Linked DNA regions of Sus scrofa: regions 2 and 3 are each linked to region 1. A link is a contact called in public Hi-C data. All regions are on one chromosome and are shown on one strand. Each heading gives the region's core, a stretch centred on a gene start, on an enhancer-like site or on the middle of the called end of the contact. The rest is flanking DNA. Distances are from core to core; before and after follow the strand shown.

Region 1 (3,146 bases), core at 383-2,882:
TCCGATTAGACCCCTAGCCTGGGAACCTCCATATGCCGCGGGAGCGGCCCAAGAAATAGCAAAAAGACAAAAAAAATAAATAAAGTATTCATTTTTTATTTTCAGATTGTCTTTAATAAGCCACTTGGCTATTCAAATCAATAAGTTATACAGTAAGATTCTATTCACTTATTAATTTTAGGTAGTAATATATTTCTGTGTATTTCCTAAGTGAAAAGTTATTACTGAATTTCAAATATGAACAAAGTCAATTCTTTCTCTATGAACTTTTTGCATGTAATACCTTATTAATAAAGATTGAATCCCTGTCTTTTATTTTTTTAATTAAAAAAAATTTGTTAATCCTTGTCTATTATAGATAAGAACAAAAAGCCTAAATAGGGAAGCATTCATATTTCAAGATCTCTAAGAAGAGGTAGCACATATTTAATATGGAACAAAAACCTTGTGAAGCAAATAATGAAGAGCTCTTGTCAAGTAGTGGCATCACATCCAATGCAGGTATGTGTTTTTTATAAAACAAAATGGGAAAAAAATGAGAAATATGCAGTTATCATGTATTTGTTCAAGCTCCTATTTTTGTTCTAGTTTTAACTCTGCAGGGTGCAGACCTTGGTCATGAATGTTTACCAGATTATTTATAATTCTGCTTTTTTTAGTCTTTTAAAATAGCATATCTGTTTTTTAGCAGATGTTTACTTGTTTGGTTTCAAGATTGTTTCCATGTTGCGGCCCTTCAGCACAGGCCATGTTTCTCTAAATGCCTTCTCTTCCTTTGTCCTCTCCAAGCCCGAATTCCACATCATTTGACTTCTTTTACCTTAAATCCCCTCCCCTACACCTCCAGGTCCAGTCAGGTACCCTCTGCTCCCTCCGTTGTCCGAAATGTCTCCTGAATGCATCTTCTCTCTCCATTCCCTTGCCTGCCTCATTAGGATGTCTTAGTTCAGGCTCCCATCAACACTGATGGAAATTAATTCAGTCAACAGCAGGTAGGAAAACAGAAACAGGTGGAATAAATAGGTGGCACTTAATACAGGGAATTGGTGACACGGGTGTTGAAAGAGCTGAGGAGGGAATTCCTGTCATGGCTCAGAGGTTAACGAACCCGACTAGTATCCATGAGGATTCAGGTTCGATCCCTGGCCTCACTCAGTAGATTAAGGATCCAGTGTTGCCGTGAGCTCTGGTGTATGTCACAGACATGGCTTGGATCCCATGTTGCTGTTGCTGTGGCTGTGGTATAGGCCGACAGCTGCAGCTCTGATTCAACCCCTAGCCTGGGAATCTCCATATGCCATGGGTTTGGCCCTAAAAAGACAAAAGAAAAAAAAAAAAAAAAAAGCTGAGAAGCCTCACAGGAGATGAGACAACTCAGAGATTAGCCACTGCAGGAAGCTGCTACCAGCTTGGGACTAGAAGGACCCTGAAAATGGAAATGTCATAGAACCACGGAGAGAGCTGCCTGCAGGAGCCACCACTCACTGCCAGCAGCCCTTCCAAGGCCGGGGAGAGGAGCAGCTGGAGACAGACCAAGGGCCTGGAGAGGAGCCATCCATCTGTAACCTCTCGATGCTGCCTCCTGCCTCTGACCTTTCACCAGCACCTCCCATTGGGAACCTGCCAGGAAACGGGAAGGAACAGAGCCTGGGAAGACTAGTTCTCTACAACATGACAGAACCAGAACAGGGCAGCACAGAGGAGGCAGGATTATCCTGCCGTTGGGCAGGTGACCTGTACCCTGCCTGCTTCCCCTGCCTTGTCTCTCTCCTCGGGAAGAAAGCATCCCGAGTTCATTCTCAGTTCCAGGCCTGTGGTTTCACCAACCTGCTGAAAAACCTTTATGTAGCACCCTTGTTTTGTAAAAGCTTCTGCTCATTAGGATGCTCATGTCATCGTCACCTCCGCCCTGCTATAGCCATCAGCCCTCGCTCACCTCCCGCCTGCCCTCTCTCCCTCATTCTCATCAGGGGCACGGGCACTGAGCTCAGGAGCTGTCACTCCCTCTCCAGACACATCATCATCATCCCGTAACACCATTGCCCTCGGACATTTGAACCTAGTGTTCCAGGGAAATCACTCTGGCCCAAACGACTAGATTTTCTCTTTTTTGCTGACTCCAGTGACCTCTTCCCCTGCCCAACATTTTATTTTGAATTTTTCCAAAATGGCAGAAAAATTGAAAAAAATAGTACGCTGAAGACCTTAAATACCTTTCAACTGAGACACCAGTTGTCGGCATTTTACCATATTTTCTTTATCTCTATACCTACAATTTATATTTCATTTTGCTGAAGTTGAAGGCATCATGATTCTTGCCTCAAAACCTAAATGTGCATCATCTTAGAATAAGGGTGATTTTATACATGGCCACATCATTGGATCTAAGAAAATTATTGTCAGTGCTCTATCATCTAATTTGCATTCATATTTAAATTTCCCCAGTTGTTCCAAAAAAAAGTTAGTAAACTTTTCAAAGAATCCAGTCAGAGATCATGTACTGTATTTGTTGTCTGGTCCCTTTACTCTCTTTAAATCTGTAAGCAGCCTCTGTCCTTTTGCTGTTGTTTCTGATGGCATTTCTTTGAGTCCAGACCTGTTGTGTTATAGAACGTTCCACTTCTAGACTTTTCCGATTGTCGTGTTTAGATTCAAATTAAAATAATTGGGCAGGTTTTACGTAAGTGACATTGTCTACTTTTACATCAAACTTTAGGGAGCACACATTGCCAGATCCCGATGATTTAAAGTTAGACTTTCCCCTTTACAATTAATAAGTAACCTATCAATTACCAGGCTAGCCCTACTGAGACCTACTGAATGTCCTAGTACTAAATAATCTTTTACTCAGTAGTTTTAGCATTGACATTCCTTGCCTGAATTAATTATTGCATTGATGATTCTCTAGTTTTACCATAGTTATTAGCTTCTATTTTTCACAAAAGAAAAACTTTTATTATTATCACTATAGATCCATAGATTGCTTTTAAATTCAAAGTGCTATAATGCATTGTAGTCACTTTGCTTTTGATGCTCAATTGTACCAAATTTGGCCAGCCACTTTAAGCCAATTTCTATGTCTTTTATCTTTTTTTTTTTTCTTTTGCCACACATGCAACATGCAGAAGTTCCTGGGCCAGGGATTG
Region 2 (3,146 bases), core at 305-2,804, 190 kb after region 1:
GAATCCTCAACAGAGAGCAGGGGTTCAGTGGAGCATAGAGATGACTTGGGAGATGGGATTGTATTGTGTTTTCTGTATCTAATTTATCCCGCGCCTCTGAGGAATTTAATGCTGCAGAGATAGTAGTTTTCCAACTGATCAAAATTATTCCTTTTGGTTTCCTTGTCTCAGGCATGTGGTTTGCCTTCTGTGATGGCGAGGTTTCACCTAAAGATTCAGGAGTTTAAAAATTATTTTTTGTTTTAAAAAGTAAGAACGTCTTTAAAAAATTTATTTATTTATTTATTTATTTGCTTTTTAGGGCCGCACCTATGGCATATGGAAATTCCCAGGCTCAGGGTCGAATCGGAGCTGCAGCTGCCAGTCTACACAACAGCTACAGCAACACCAGATCCTTAACCAAGGAGCAGGGCCAGAGATCGAACCCACATCCTCATGGATGCTAGTCAGGTTCACTACCACTGAGCCACAGTGGAAACTCCCTGAAAAAATATTTTCAATGAGAGATCACTAAAATCAATCATGTATTTTCCTGACAGATTAAATAGTTCATGGAGGATAACTGGACCTTTCCCAGCGAGGAGGGCCATCCTCATGATTAACAGTAAAGTGTATTCTGAGCCTGTGATGTCCTGGAGCCTTTGACATTAGTAGGTTTTATTAGCATCTACTGAGCCCTAGGGACCATCCCAGGTACTTTCAAGTATGGTTCCTTAATTAATTGTCTAGACCAAAGATTTTGCTTGGCCTTTTTTTATTTTTATTTTTTGCTTTTTTGTTTTTGACTGTGTTTCTAATTCCAGAAGCTTCCTTGGTCTTCTCCGCTACCGTAGAGCAGGAATCCATCACTTCTTGCTCTCATCCTGCTGTTCACCAGGAGAGCGTCCTGCCTCTGGTTGACTATTGTTGATTGGCTGTCAGGGGGATTTGGGTAGCAAACTTGGTTTTGTTTCTAAAACTCCCTCTCCTTTTCCCGTGGCCTCTCTGGGTCACCAACGTGACAGGCATGCTGGAAAGGGAGGCATTTTGAGCTTCCTCTGACTCTTATGTGTTGTGTTGAGACAGAGGTGTTCCCCCTGACCCCCGCCCCGGTTCCCTTGGTTTTCCTGGCCTCTGTGGGGTAGGGGGCCATGCCTGATGCCCAAAGGCACCGTCTTCCTTCAATTAGATGGCTCAGCAAAGGCGAGTCATGCGGGAGGGCGGCTGGTGGCTGGGGGAAGTCACATGGTTAGCTGGAGTGACCTGACATAGACCCTTCGTGCCTCCAAAGACTTGAAATAGTTTTGTGGTTCAGGAACTCGTGGCCTTGACCTTTTGGAGTTTATTGAGAAACCAAGTCACGAGGCTGAAAGCGATCAGAGCCTCCACACTCAATTTCCCTTTAAAACATCAGGTTCTTACAAGGTAAGCAACAAAGATGACGTTTTTAAAGTCATCTTGAGAGTCAGTAAGCATACGTGGACATAAATGAAGCAGACTCTAGACCTGGAATTATTCCTGCCTCTAGGTGAGTGACCTCAAGCTTAGCGAAAAAAACAAACAAACAAAGAGAGCCTGGGCAAGGTCATTGATTTTTGTCATTAGTCAGAAAACTTGACAGCACTGAGCCCTGACTTCTGGATCTATGGTTGAATCCCAGCTCTTGGCTGCCTGGCCCAGCTCTCTGTGAGTACAAATTGGTATTCACCCTCAGGTCAGTTTTTTAAAACTTCTGTTTTCTTTTTTCTTATTTTTTTTTCTTTTTTCTTTTTTTGGTCTTTTTAGGGCCCCACCCATGGCATGTGGAAGTTTCCAGGCTAAGGGTCCAATCGGAGCTGCAGCTGCCGACCTATGCCAACGCCACAGCCAGATCCGAGCCAAGTCTACAACCTACACCACAGCTCACGGCAACGCCGGATCCTTAACCCACTGAGCAAGGCCAGGGATCAAACCAGCATCCTCATGGATACTAGTTGGGTTCGTTCCTGCTGAGCCACGATGGGAACTCCTGTACAAGGGTTTTACATGGCATCCTCTATCAGATTTTGTATGTATTTCTCGGGAACTGGAAAGTCAAGGACTTTTTTCTCATGGTTACTTAGATTTGGCATTTGCTTGAGGCAGTCCTTGGTTTCATCCTGCAGACACTTAGTAGGCACCTGTTAGGAGAGGTCACTTGATACAGAGGAGGGGGTGGTCAAGCAGGAATTAGACTTGGCCTCAGGTTCTGACTCTTCTGCTGTCCTGTGTCCCCCCATATGCAAAAGTGGGTTGAAAATACTTGATCCATCTGTATCATGGGCTTGCTGTAAGGATGAAATGAGATCAAATGGCATAGTGTGCTTAAACCTTTGGAAGAGCTGGGCAAGGGTCCAATATTTATATTACTGTACATAGCCTCGTGCTCAGCACTAGAGAGGAACAGAGACTTGTCTGCTTTTATGCATCTGTAGGTATACATTCGATTATTGTTGGCTTGTCTAATTTTCTTTCTTTCTTCCTTCCTTCCTTCCTTCCTTCCTTCCTTCCTTCCTTCCTTCCTTCCTGTCTGTCTGTCTGTCTGTCTGTCTGTCTGTCTTTTTAGAGCCACACCTAAGGCATATGGAGGGTCCCAGGCTAGGGGTTGAATAGGAGCTATAGCTGCCGGCCTACACCACAGCCACAACCATGTGGGATCCGAGCCGCGTCTTCGACCTGCATCACAGCTCACAGCAACCCCGGATCCCCAACCCATTGAGCAAGGCCAGGGATCAAACCTGCAACCTCATGGTTCCTAGTCGAATTCGTTTCTGCTGCACCACAATGGGAACTCCTATTTTTGTTTTAAAATCTAGAAAAAATTTAAGAGGCCTACAAGTTTCTTAAGCTTGCTTGCAAACTATCTGAGGCTTTAAGATAATGTCTTCACCATCTACAGGATGTCACTAAGTAGTCTCTGAGTGCCAGAGACGTGGCATAGACAGCTGTCTCCACAGGTGTTCAGGGTTGAGAAACCCCACATGTGACGGTAGTGGGAAAAGGCCCCCGGAGGCGGTGGTGGGTAGCCCCGTTGCCTTTGTACTTGTGTTGGAATTATAAACCAAAATAGTTCTGTCTAATGGAAATATGTTGTGAATCACATATGTCATTTTAGATTTTTCTAGCAGCCACATCAAAACAAATAAAAA
Region 3 (3,146 bases), core at 199-2,698, 130 kb after region 1:
GTAGCCACCAGCTTACGCCACAGCCACAGCAACACCAGATCCTTAACCCACAGAGTGAGGCCAGGGATTGAACCCACAACCTCATGGTTCCTAGTCAGATTCATTTCTGCTGCGCCACAACGGGAACTCCCATGACAACATTTTACAGAACTATACACACACGAAAACTGGTGAAATTCAAGTAAAGTCTACAGTCTAGTTCACATATGGCACCAGTGCTGATTTCCTGGTTCCATAACAGTACTATCTTTATGCAAGATGGTACCACTGGAAGCAGCTGGAGGAAGGGTACATGGGACCTCTGCACTATATCTGCAACTTCTTGTGAGTCTATAATTATTTCAAAACAGAAAGTTTGAAAATGGGGGTGGGAGAAGATTCTCAAAGAGTTGGTTAATTGCGAACATGTACACAGCGTGTGTATGTGACCGTAACTGCTTAACGTGTGCCATGTAGGTTAATCTTCACTACAATACTGTAGAGTTAATTCCTTTTATTGTCCCCATTTATTGTTAAGAAAACCCAGCCGGGAAAGAGCAGCTAACTTGCCCAAGGTCACCCGTCAAATAAGAGGAGAATGTCCCTTCACCGCTAGCCTTTCTGATTCTAGACTTTGGAATCTTAACCGCCACCAGGACAGCTTAATTCCGTTCTCAAATACAGATCAAGAAATTAGCAAAGAGCCTCGGCTTCCTGCCCTGTGGCAGTGACACCAACCATCGAAAATGGCAGCAGACACACGCCAGTACCCGAGGCACTCCCCAAACACGGGCTCAGCTTGGCCGCAGTCACCAGCTGGGTGGCCAAGGTGCAAGATCCAGCTGCTAACCCGGAGAAGGGTGGGTCGCAGACTAAACCAGTCTCCGCGGAAGACTGTGACTATTAGTTTCCCATCAGGAAGGCGTATATTAATCTCCATCTCCTGAGGGGTTGGGAGGATAACAGAAAGATGTCCTTTGCAGTGAGGGGCGTCGCGCGCGCGGTTATATTCCATTCCGGTCATTTAGGAGCGGGACACCTTGAGAGTGAAAGGCAGCTGAGCCCTCCCTCCGCGGCCCGGGGCCCTCCCCCGTCCCCAGCCCCAACAAGCACGAGGTGCAGGCGCCCCCAAGTGGCACCGGCCCGATGCGCCCTCGCGAGGGCGCGCGCTTACCGGGGCCCGCAGCTGATGCCCACCGGCACCCGGGCCTGCGCTGCGGGCGGGAACCGTACCCTGCGGTCAGCCATGGTGCCCGGCTGCCCGCTCGGCCTTGTGTAGGGCGCGTTCCCAGCCGCTCGGGTCGCTAGGAGACCGCGGAGTGGTGCGCGGCCCAGACTCGCCCCCGGCGCGCCCTTGCGCAGCTCAGCTGCTCCCCGGGAACCCGTGGCCCTGGGGTCCCTGCGCCCCCCAACTCCCGCCGCCCCCGAGCCTTCGCCAGCGCCGCGGTGCGTGGACCTTGGCAGCCGAAGTACGAAGGATCAGGTTCTGGTGTCATCGTGTTTGAATCTGTTGGGAAAGCGCGTTCAGGCTTTTGGGGGGGGGGGGCGGTCACCATCGTTTCAAAAAATTTGTTGTTAAAGCAAAGGAACATCGCGGCTGGAGAGGCAGCAAGAGAAAGAGTGAAAAGACTAGACCCATTTCTAATCGTGAGAAGGCCTTTTGGCACGGAATGATTTTCTGGAGGTCTGGGTACTCCGTGAGCCTCACCGCCTCTGTAAATCCAGGGCTGCGTACTGCTATCTAGCTAGTCACCAGCTGGATTCGAGTCCCTTCCAGATTTGTGTTACTTGACTCTTGCCTCAACGCACTTCAGCAGTGAAATTGCTATGCAGTTGGCCCTGGTAGGCAGATGCCCAGATGAATATGGATTGAGGGAAGTTGTGTTTTGGGTTTGCCAAGTTCTCTTGCTACTTCTGAGTGTTCCTGATTTAAATAGTAAGCATCGCTTCTAGAGGAAATAGGAGCAAAAAATTCTCTTCTCGCAAAATTATTGCAGTAGTTATATTGTGTCTGTTATCGTGCAATACTTTTGTGTGTGGGGAATACTTTTTGTCGTCATTTAAAGATGTGTCTTCAAACTTCCTGGGAGTAAATTAGCTTCCCCCTTGGGCACCTGTTAAATATCTACGCGTGGTAATAAAGGTGCCCCAGCTGCTACTGGTTCTAGCATCTTCACTCGCTGCGTGTGTTCTGCTGCCTTTTCTGGGCACAGTGGAAAGCCCTGGAGTCCCACCTCCTGAGATAAGTCATGATTCTGTCACTTAATAATTATGCACCCCCCCCCAGGCACAGTTGCTGAAACTTGTTTTAGCTTCACTGATTTCACATAGAGTTATTGGGGAATTCAATGAGATAATGAATGGAAAGCATTTAACCCAGTGCTGGCAGGTAAGAATTCCTCGAGAACTCCAGAGTAGTAGTATTATCTCAGCTGTGAACTGGGGAATGATCATATTTGCCTGGCTACTTCACAGAGCTGTTATGAGTCAGTTCATGGAGAAAGCTACAAATGTCATCATGCTAATGAGCCCCATTAGTTGTTTATTAGTATCTTTGATAAGAACTTTAATACTAGTTTGATTGCAAATTCAAGCTTTTATTACTTTGAGGAAGTAGGATTTCTCCTTAGGACTGAGAGTGAGGGTCATGTCCACCTTGCTTCTAGTACTGTGCATGGCACACAGTAGGTGCTCATTCAACACATCTTGTCTGTTACGGCCCTGCTAGGTGCTGGGGATGCAATGGGGAATAAAACAGACCGGGTCTTTGTGATCCTTTTACAGGGTTTTGAGGCAGGAGGTAGATGGGCCCCTGCGCTGAAAACAGCTGAGACTTGTTAGGCCCAGGAAACTGAGCCTTGTTTCTCTGTGACACTTAAAGGAAAAAGGTAATTGCAGGAGCTGAGCTCCGCTGGAATCCAGAGATAAGATTGTGAGAATGGCTGGGAAGGAGGGGGCAGAGGCTGGAGCAATGAGATTGCCAGGGGAGTTTGTTGACCAAGACATTGGTCTCAAACCCTGAGCAGGCAAGACTTCCCCACCGCCGCAGGGGAGTGCTTGATTTTTTTATAGACAGGGGCGTTTTGTTGAGCAATGTAGTCTGTGGCCTTGGGGCTTATCTTTGTCTTTGGGAACTTATCCGTTACATGGGCCTGCTTGATAAGAGG

The links. Hi-C and Micro-C count contacts between places; a contact is called where the count stands out from the background.
Region 2: a Hi-C map of liver shows a contact between it and region 1, with 2.2 times the contacts expected there. The contact joins two enhancer-like sites. A contact is called at or near these places in 1 of 5 promoter capture datasets (liver), 7 of 47 Hi-C or Micro-C datasets (embryonic fibroblasts, heart right ventricle, liver and 3 more) and 1 of 2 datasets of contacts at active chromatin or transcription factors (skeletal muscle).
Region 3: a contact with region 1 is called in a Hi-C map of liver, with 2.0 times the contacts expected there. The contact joins the promoter of FAM47E here to the enhancer-like site in region 1. A contact is called at or near these places in 1 of 5 promoter capture datasets (fetal skeletal muscle), 6 of 47 Hi-C or Micro-C datasets (fetal liver, heart right ventricle, liver and 1 more) and 1 of 2 datasets of contacts at active chromatin or transcription factors (skeletal muscle).

Annotation. Positions count from the first base shown.
Region 1 is chr8:72,072,152-72,075,297 of Sscrofa11.1, reverse strand. CCDC158 (coiled-coil domain-containing protein 158) reads left to right here. Exons shown (of 22, transcript XM_021101466.1): 2 at 359-501. The coding sequence starts at 460. Among named protein-coding and RNA genes, the nearest start is that of CCDC158, 15 kb to the left of the region's middle. Within about 2 kb of position 1,632, at least 3 of the 83 cell types and tissues checked have an H3K27ac peak or open chromatin away from gene starts, as enhancers often do. A contact at or near this core is called in fetal liver and liver, where this site is marked.
Region 2 is chr8:71,879,244-71,882,389 of Sscrofa11.1, reverse strand. All of the region lies in intron 2 of SCARB2 (scavenger receptor class B member 2), which reads left to right. Among named protein-coding and RNA genes, the nearest start is that of SCARB2, 30 kb to the left of the region's middle. Within about 2 kb of position 1,554, at least 7 of the 83 cell types and tissues checked have an H3K27ac peak or open chromatin away from gene starts, as enhancers often do. A contact at or near this core is called in liver, where this site is marked.
Region 3 is chr8:71,938,599-71,941,744 of Sscrofa11.1, reverse strand. It overlaps FAM47E (protein FAM47E), which reads right to left and starts at 1,448. Exons shown (of 8, transcript XM_013978791.2): 1 at 1,154-1,448. The coding sequence starts at 1,227.